2 separate regions of the Rattus norvegicus genome follow, and region 1 is linked to region 2. A link is a contact called in public Hi-C data. All regions are on one chromosome and are shown on one strand. Each heading gives the region's core, a stretch centred on a gene start, on an enhancer-like site or on the middle of the called end of the contact. The rest is flanking DNA. Distances are from core to core; before and after follow the strand shown. Region 1 holds the start of Irx3 (iroquois homeobox 3). Region 2 holds the start of Irx5 (iroquois homeobox 5).

What was found. A called contact is a pair of places that touch in the nucleus more often than the background predicts.
Region 1: a Hi-C map of liver shows a contact between it and region 2, with 8 times the contacts expected there. The contact joins the promoter of Irx3 here to the promoter of Irx5 in region 2. A contact is called at or near these places in 11 of 12 Hi-C or Micro-C datasets (the Rat2 cell line, Schwann cells, frontal cortex and 6 more) and 1 of 1 datasets of contacts at active chromatin or transcription factors (oligodendrocytes).

The regions. Positions count from the first base shown.
Region 1 is chr19:31,382,523-31,386,737 of GRCr8, reverse strand. Irx3 (iroquois homeobox 3) reads right to left here and starts at 1,620. Exons shown (of 4, transcript NM_001395133.1): 1 at 940-1,620; 2 at 1-773. The coding sequence starts at 1,215.
Region 2 is chr19:30,813,015-30,817,449 of GRCr8, reverse strand. Irx5 (iroquois homeobox 5) reads left to right here and starts at 2,620. Exons shown (of 3, transcript NM_001030044.1): 1 at 2,620-2,865; 2 at 3,955-4,360. The coding sequence starts at 2,620. Crnde (colorectal neoplasia differentially expressed) reads right to left here and starts at 590. Exons shown (of 3, transcript NR_132649.1): 1 at 159-590.

The DNA.
Region 1 (4,215 bases), core at 371-2,870, 570 kb before region 2:
GGCTTCTGGAGGGTGGAGGAGGGCGCCGGTGCCGGAGCGCAGGGGTCCAGGCCGGAGGGTGGAGAAGGTGGAGACGCAGGAGCCCTGGCCACGGGCGGTGGCGCGGGAGCCAAGCTCAGGACGGACAGTGGTCGCTCCTCCAAGCTTTCGGAGCTGTCGTCCGAGTCGCTATTTTTGCAGTCTGAAATGGGTCCTAGGCCGAAGTCTCCGTTCCTATGCGCCGTCCCAGCCAGGGTTAGTTCCGACCCGGCTGCCGCGCTGTCTAAGTTTTCCAAATCGATCTCCTCATCCTCGTCGTCGTCGGCCAGGCCCTCGCCCCCCGTGTCCTCCTCCTCTCCTGCGAGCTCCTCCTCCTCCATCTCCAGCTCGCGTTTGCCCTCTTCCTCGTCTTCCTCTTCGTCCTCCTCCTCCCGCTCGCTCCCATAAGCATTGCCCTCCTCGTCCGTGCGACTACGGGGAGCCCACGTCATCTTGTTTTCCTTCTTGAGGCGCCGGCGCGCGTTGGCGAACCAGGTGGACACCTGGGTGAGGGTCATTTTGGTGATGATGGCCAACATGATCTTCTCGCCCTTGGTGGGGTACGGGTTCTTGCGGTGTTCATTGAGCCAGGCCTTAAGCGTGCTTGTGCTTTCCCGGGTGGCGTTCTTGGGACGGGACGGGTCCCCGAACTGGTACTGGCCGTAGGGGTAGAAGGCGGGGTGCGGGTGCGGGAACGCGGCGGCCGTGGCCGGATGCTGGACCCCAGGGCTGTCCTTCAGCTCATACTGAGCGCCCTGTGCGCACATGGAAAAGGAAGGGGACACGCGCGGGGGGAGCACGAGTGAGCTCCTGCCGTCGCCACCTCTATCCTCCCGCCCGGACCCCGGCTTTCTTCTGCACCCTCACCTTGCCCCACACCCCAACTCCAACCCCTCTTTCCCGGGTTTCTCCGGATCTTACCAGCTGTGGGAAGATGGGCAGCTCCGTGGCGTAGGGCAGGAAGGCGCCGTACCCCTGGGCGGCGGCGGCGGCTGCTGCGGCCGCGGCGTAGGGTGCCCCGTACACGGACGAAAGCACATTGGATAGGGACCCCGAGGCGGCCAACTCGGAGGCTCCGGCACCCGGACCGCTCCGGCCCCCAGCGCTACTGCCACCTCCGCCGCCGCCCGCGGCTGGCGGGCGCTCGGGTGGGTAGAGCGGGCGGATGTACTGGTATCCGAGCTGGGGGAAGGACATGGTGGCCCGCGGCGCACCTACGGACTGGGGGCCGGGCCCCCCGGGCCGCCGTGCTCAGCGCCGGACGCCGGCTCCGGAGAGCATCGGGGGCTGGGCCGAGCCCGGGCCGCGCTGCGTCGCGCTCCGCGTTCGCCTATTGATCTGCTCGGCGGCGGGCGACGGTGGCGGCGGCGGCAGCGAGGAGTCAGGTCAGGTCCGAACAGATTGGCCGAGATTCCCTGGGCTCCCGGCTCTGATTGACATTTCTACGGGGCCTCAAGCCCCTCCTCTCTGCGCAGCACTCCCTCCTCTAGGCCGGGCGAGCCGCTCTGCGCTAGGCGCTCAGTTCTGCCCTCCTCTCCCGGAGCTGTGTCGCGCCTCGCTTCCTTCGCCCTCCTCTAGTTTACACTCTCCTCCTGTCCTGTCCTCTCCCCTCCCCTAGCTGCGTCCCCCTCACCCCACCCCTGGCCGCTTCCGCTCCCGAGGCTCCTTCGCAGTTCTGGACGCTGGGAAACTGCGGTTCTTTTTCCTTTTTTCCCTTTCTCACGGTTGCTTTTGCTCACCTCTCTGCTCTCTTCACTTTTCCTAGTCTGACTCCTCTCTTTTTAAATCTACTCTCTCATTTTCTTTTCCCCCCTTCCCCGGTCTCCGCACCCTGGGCTAAGGCGATCTAAAGTTGAAGACACTTAGAATGCTGTGCGGGGGGTGTGTGTCCGCGTCAGTGTCTGTGTGTCTGTCTCCGCCCTTCCACCCCCTCCCTCACCCTTCCCCAAATCTCGAGTCTGACGTCGCGCCCTCTTATTCGACTTTTCCTTGCGTCTCCTCCTGGAGTCGCCAATCACCCGGGAGCCTTCTGGGCGAGGCGGCCCTCCCCCGCGAGTTCAGAGCGCCGGGCGGGGCGGGGCGGGACTGGACTCAGTCTCTTCCCGCCCCCTCCTGCCCTCACTGGGAGGGGAGAGCCCAGACCACGAGTGGCGGGTTAGTACAGGGTCACCTAGCCCCTTCGGTCTTCCAACTTCTCAATTCTCAGCCCCCTTCGAAGCTTTAGTTCCGGGATGGGACGGGACCCTAAACCAAGGCAGCCCCCACCCCCACCCGGGGAGTGGCTCTCTTTGCACTTTTCAGCTCTGGTCCCCTAGGACGCTCTCCATAGCCTAAACCTGCAACTGAAAGAGAGAACACGCTGCCTGGGAGTAGGGAGAGCTTAGGTTCCGAGCTTTAAAAGACCTATTCTGTGCAGGGTCGGGGGAGGGCGGGGAAACCCTGCAGTTTGTTCCATTTACACCTCCGGGGTACCTCGGTCAGAATCCTCACTTAGAAATAGTGAGTTTGGCGCCTAGGTGATCTCGCGAACAAGCAAGGAGTTGGTGGAGCTCCTGACTGTGGGGCGGGGGAGGAGCAGAGGAGCAAAGAGCCTCACTGCCGAGGCTCTGGGAACTTTCCGAAAGCTCTTCGAGAAGTTTCTATATTGGTGTGATTTTTTTTTTTTTTTGGTCGATCGAGACCATTCATTTCACTATCCCCTTTCCGCTCTCTGGTCCCCCAAACCCAGTGTTTTCTTTGGGCGAGAATCCCCCAGAGTCCTAGAGGGTGTGCATTGTGGGGGCGGGGAGCAAGACTGGTTTTAGGGTAGGGTATTTCCTAAATCTAACTTGCAATGTCCAAGTGCCCACCTTCACGGATTAGGGTGTGCAGGGGAAGGCCACACTGAAATCCCGGAATAGCTGTAGCTCCCAGATAAGCGACTTAGGCTGCAGCGGTGACCCACGCGTGGGCCAGGCCTGCTGTGGGCCTGCGGCCTGGACAACTCCCGGGCTGCGATTCTTTAGTAGAGGGAAGAGTCTTACAGGCAGAAACACCACCCCTGGGCCTCCAATTGATCTAAGAATCAAATCGGAATTCTGCCAGCTTGGAGGGGTCTGAGGATACTGGGCTGGCCCAACTCTGCTATAAATACAGTTAAGGAATGAATTTCTTTCGCCCTGGACCTGGACTCCAGTTTTGACCCATGTCCCACCTCTGGCTGCATTCCGCCCGCCTTCGAACTGGCCTTAGGCTCCAGGAGGTACTAACTCAAAAAATTAGTGGAAGAAACACAAGCAGAAGTTGGGGGAGCTAGCAGGTCTAAAGTTTGATGTCAGCATCTGGAGTCTTCCTAAATTGAATCCGGGCAGCTTCTCTATCATTTCCTGGCCCTCCTTGCCTGGTGCTGGAGGTTGGTTTTAGGTGAGCCTGGACAGAGGAGGCACAATAGGATCAGCTCAGGCCTTCGAATGCGTTCCCCCTGCCTGATTCCGTTTCTGGTTAAATCTGTCTCAAGAAGCCAGGGCTCACCTGCTCAGGAAAAGGTCTTAGGGTTGTAGAATCTAGGCGACATTATTTTCCAGGATCGTTCCTATGTATAGGACCGTGAGTCTTGCTAGACAGCCTTGACGACGACCTACATAGTGCTGGACCAGACCAATGGGCGACAGAGCCAGATTCCAAAGTGGGCAAACGGGTTTCGCTGTGCTTGCCTGGTTGAAAACGCGAGTATTTAATTCCGTTTTTGTTTTTCAGAAGGGAGAGAAAAATAAAACGCAGCACCCCACAGCAACGACCCACAAGAGCCTCTGACATGCTCCTTTTTCGTTAACCAGCTATCGACCTGGTTGTGTCCGATTGCGGACTGAGAGAAAGAACACAGGAAGAGCCAGGCTGTTCTCAGGAAGGACTCACGCCGGCCAAGGGGCCGTCCCTGGCCCAGAGTGTGAACCTCTAGACCCGGACATGAACCTAAGAACTTCGCTTAATTAGATCCCTCCAGGCATCCCAGGCCCAGGGTAGAAACAGCTACCCGTGACCAACTGGGAAGGGCTTTGGTCTGGCCCTGAAATCCTCACTCCACGTCGGGACTCAGTATCCCAAGCGACTGAGTCGCAGCATGGCTGTTTCCTCAACCTGGGACCAGGCCAGTGGAATTCAGCTCTTAGACTAAACTCGAGAATCCGCGGATAGCTGAACCTTTTCATGGGATTTTTA
Region 2 (4,435 bases), core at 1,371-3,870:
TTCTTTCTTGTCCTTCACACCAAAAAGAAGAGAGTAGAAAAATATAGAGTGGGGAGTAAGATGGGGAGGGGGAGACAGAAACAACCAAGCCGCCCAAGTGGCAGGATTATGTAATGAGGATGTCCGCGTGACAGACTTGGGCTCTCGGTGGCACAAACCTCCTTGGCTCGCTTTCAGAAGTCTTCGTCCTGGACCAGAGCCGAGACACTGATGTCCGGGACACGCGTGGGCCAGGGAGACACGCCCACGCGCGCCTGCTCGCACGCAGACCGCCCGACCCGGCTGCGTCCACGCCATCCGCTTGGTGCGCGGCTCTGCGCGGGCCGCGGACGCTCCCTCGTGGCAGGCCGCGCCGACCGTTAGTCCGGCTGAGCGGGCGGAGCCGGGGGGCGGTACGGCCGCGGGAGGCGGGGACCCGCGCGTCGGGGCGGGGACGCTCCCTGTAGAACTCCGGCCTGCCCCGAACCCCGAATGGTTAGCCGGAGAGGCAGCCTCAGGCTGCTTCACGCTCCCCGGGGCTCCGGCTCCGCAACCCTGTCAGCCTAGCTCACAGCCCGCCGCCTCAGCGGCGGACCGCTTCTGGTCTCCATGACAATACGCAGACGAAGACCCTCCCAGCCACGCCCCCTCGACGCTAGCACTCTGAGGGAAGCGGACTACGTCATCCAGAGGTGGGGCTAATGGATACCGACGCCCAATCAGAGGTGAAGCTGTGTCCGGGGAGGGCGGGATGGGCCTAGAGGTTCTTGGAGAATGTAGTCCGCGGGGGTCCAACCTCTTGGGGGCGGAACCTGTAGCCTGAGTGCTAAGTAAGGGGGCAGCCTGCGCGCGTGCGTAAAAGCGCGCCGCGGTGAGGGTCCCTGTGCAGTCAGTGGGGGGGCGGGGGGGGGAGGGGCACGGCCCTAGCTAATCAAACTGTTTGCGGGCCAGAGAGAATCATTGCAGGAAAATTTGTATATAGTTACGCTCCGGCCTGAGCGTGGCGAGGTTGTGAAAGGCCACAAAATGTTTGGTGTGTGCACTCTGCGGCCGTCCGTCCTGGTTCACCAGCGCCCCTGTCTGTCCCATAGCTTCAGTGCGTCTGTAATTTGCGGCGGCGGGAGGTGGAGACCAGGGGCGAGGGTCTGTTTTGCCTTCTCACTGTGTGGCCGTGGGAGGTTGCGCGCGGGGGGGGGGGGCGCGTTCCGAGAACTCTGCCTGTGACTCTGTGATGTGTATTCGCCTGGCCAGCGCCTCGCTAAACAAACAGCGGTTGGGTTGGACACTGTTCTGCCCAGTGTTTGCAGTGGAACTGGGGCGAAGGCGAGAGAGGGGGAAGGCGATTTAGTGGAACAAAAGGGACGAGATCCCACACCCTCCGGCCCCAAAGATCTGACAGGGCGAGGTGCCCGTGGCCAGCCATGAGAAGCAGGCAACGCTACGTGGGATGGCAATGGGGCCGGGGGCTTCTGGGGGACCTATTCGAGTAGAACAGCGTCTCCGTCGGGCATTCTTGCCCACTGCTTTCCTCTCTCCAGAGAAAAGCCACAACCCCCGCCAGAGACCCCAGAGTCTCCTCTCTCGCCTCCTCTAGGCTGGTGGATGGAAGGCCCGGCTTGGGTCCTTCAGCTTAGGCCTGGCTCTTGCCCACCTGCTGCAGCGGCTGGCGCAGAAAGGCGGTCACCCCGGCTTCGCTGTGCCCCGGGAGGCGGCATCCATCGACTCTCCCTGGGACCTGAATTCCAGGTCTCCAGCTCAACCTAGAGACCTCCGGCAGGAGGGAGAAGAACCACCTCCCAGCCCAGTTTTCTGGAGAACAAGACGTCCACCAACTTCGCTATTCTCACTGGCGAGGAGGGCACAGAGCGTTCTCCCGAGCGCAGCCCTCCGCATCTTTCCCTTTGTGTTGCCGAGCGGCCCAAGCCACGACCAGGGCCAGTGGTGCGTCGAGATTGCCGCTCCGCCCAGAGTTAGAAAGAGGAGAAGAAAGTTGGAAGCGATCGGCGTGCTTGGGCTGTGATTGTCATCCTGGGGCCGGCGCTCGAGAGTCTGAGAGAGAAGGAGAGGAAGAGTCGGGGAGGGAGGAGGGGGAGGCCGGGCAGAGGAGGAGAGGGGGGTGGCGGTGGAGAGGCGGGCGCTAGGGAGGGGCGAGGGGAGCGCCAGTGAGCGGGAGAGGAGCCGGGGAGGAACAGGGAGAGGGCGAGACGCGCCTGGCGGCCGGGTTGGCTGCCGCCGGCCAGAGGCTCCTGCCAGTCCCCCCACCGACTACACCCCGGGAAGGAGGAGCTTCGCGCGCGCACAAGGCGTCAGAATCCTCAATTTCCAACTTAGCATCTTGGCAGGACCTTTGCAAAGCCAAAAGCAGAGCCCCCCGGTGCAAAGAGCGAGGGAGGGGGGGTGGGGGGAGAGAAAGCCTAGCCCGGGCAAGCGGGGCGCGCAGAGGAGCGGGCGCGGCGGTCGCAGCCGGAGGCGCGCGGGAAGCCAACCAGGAGGCGCCGCGGGCCGGAGCCCGGGAGCCGAGACTCGAAGAGCTGCGGCCCGGGGCAGCCAGAGGCCAGGTGCCCACTCGCTCGCCCTCTCAGGGCGCCGCCCGGCTCGTTGGCCGCCGCGGCGCGGCGCGCCCCATGCCCGTGTGTGGCCATGTCCTACCCGCAGGGCTACTTGTACCAGCCGTCCGCCTCGCTGGCGCTCTACTCGTGCCCCGCATACAGCACCAGCGTCATTTCGGGGCCCCGCACGGATGAGCTCGGCCGCTCTTCTTCGGGCTCCGCATTCTCGCCCTACGCTGGCTCCACTGCCTTCACGGCTCCCTCGCCGGGCTACAACTCGCACCTCCAGTACGGTGCCGATCCCGCGGCTGCGGCCGCCGCCGCCTTCTCGTACGTGGTGAGTGTGAGCTGGGTCCGAGGCGGGCTGGCAAGCGGGCAGTCGGGGCCAGGCCTGCAGAGCCCGGCTGCGGTGGACACGGGCCTAGGCGCCACCTCACCCGCCAAGCTTTGCGGCCCTTGCAAACTTGAGCGATTGTCTTGTTCGGCTTTACTCGAGCCGCGGGCTCCGGAATCACTCTAGCGAAAGCCGCGTCTTGCTGGGATCGCCGAGCTGAAGGGAAAGGTTTGGGGCGCGGGGGAGGGGGGATTGGTCTTTGCTATGAAGAACAACATTTGCCCCAGAGCTCTGGGACAGACCGCAAATTTCTTCTTCTTCCTCTTTCTTTCTTTTGGTTTTGCCATGTTGGAAAAGTAGTTCAAAAGAAGCAGACCCGAATTCTGAACAGTAGCAGCATGCTAAATCTATGTAAATGTGTTTGGCCCCGCCTTTAATTAATCCCCCAAAATGTTGCAAATCCGTAATCCTATCTTCGCAATCCGATTTGAAAGTATTAAATTTCTGAAACGTCCAGCGAGGTGCGGTGTATCCGGGTTTTTACGGCAGGGTGTGCTTTCTGGAAAAGCGCAACGGCTTCGGTTAGGGATAGCATTTTTGAACCGTCGGTGTGCAGGCTACTGAGGCTCAGCTTGTCTGTAGGGTTTCTTTGAAGATTAAAGAAAGAGCCTTTACTTCCCTTGCTGTACCCCTTGAGCCCAACATGCGGCCACTCTGGAGCAGAGCTCTGAGTCGCTGCTGAGGCTGCTCAGGCCTCTAAGAGAACCGTGGGCCCTTCCGTAGAGGCCAGATCTGAGACCTGGGCACCGAGGTTCCCCAGCAGACAGTGGCCTCCAAGGTGGTGTGTTAAGTTCTGAACAGCCTCTGGGGTCCCCAAGGGCCAGATTTAGAAATTGGGGGTCTTGCTGCCTTCGGAGGAGGGGGAAGGTGGTCTTGTGTTTTAACTAGCTAGCTCTGTCTGCCTCAGGGGAAGCTGGAGTGCGGGCCGCGCTGGCACGCAGAACCAGGGACAGAGGGCAAGTGGGTTTCAGCCTTTTAGGTGGCCATGTAGCCCATACCCTCACTCACCTAATCTCTGCCTGTCCCCCACAGGGCTCTCCCTATGACCACACTCCCGGTATGGCGGGTTCCTTGGGATATCACCCTTACGCCGCACCTCTGGGCTCCTATCCTTATGGGGATCCCGCGTACCGGAAGAACGCCACTCGGGACGCCACTGCCACTCTCAAGGCCTGGCTCAATGAGCACCGAAAGAACCCGTATCCCACTAAGGGCGAGAAGATCATGCTGGCCATCATCACCAAAATGACCCTCACCCAGGTGTCCACCTGGTTCGCCAACGCGCGCCGGCGCCTCAAGAAAGAGAACAAGATGACGTGGACGCCACGGAACCGCAGCGAGGACGAGGAGGAGGAGGAGAACATTGATCTGGAAAAGAACGACGAGGACGAGCCACAGAAGCCCGAGGACAAGGGCGACCTCGAGGGCCCCGAAGCAGGTTGGTGGATGCGGGAAAGGGTGTGTTGAGAGGGACTCGAAAGGCAAAGGGGGCCTGGAGGGGGCGCGCACGGGT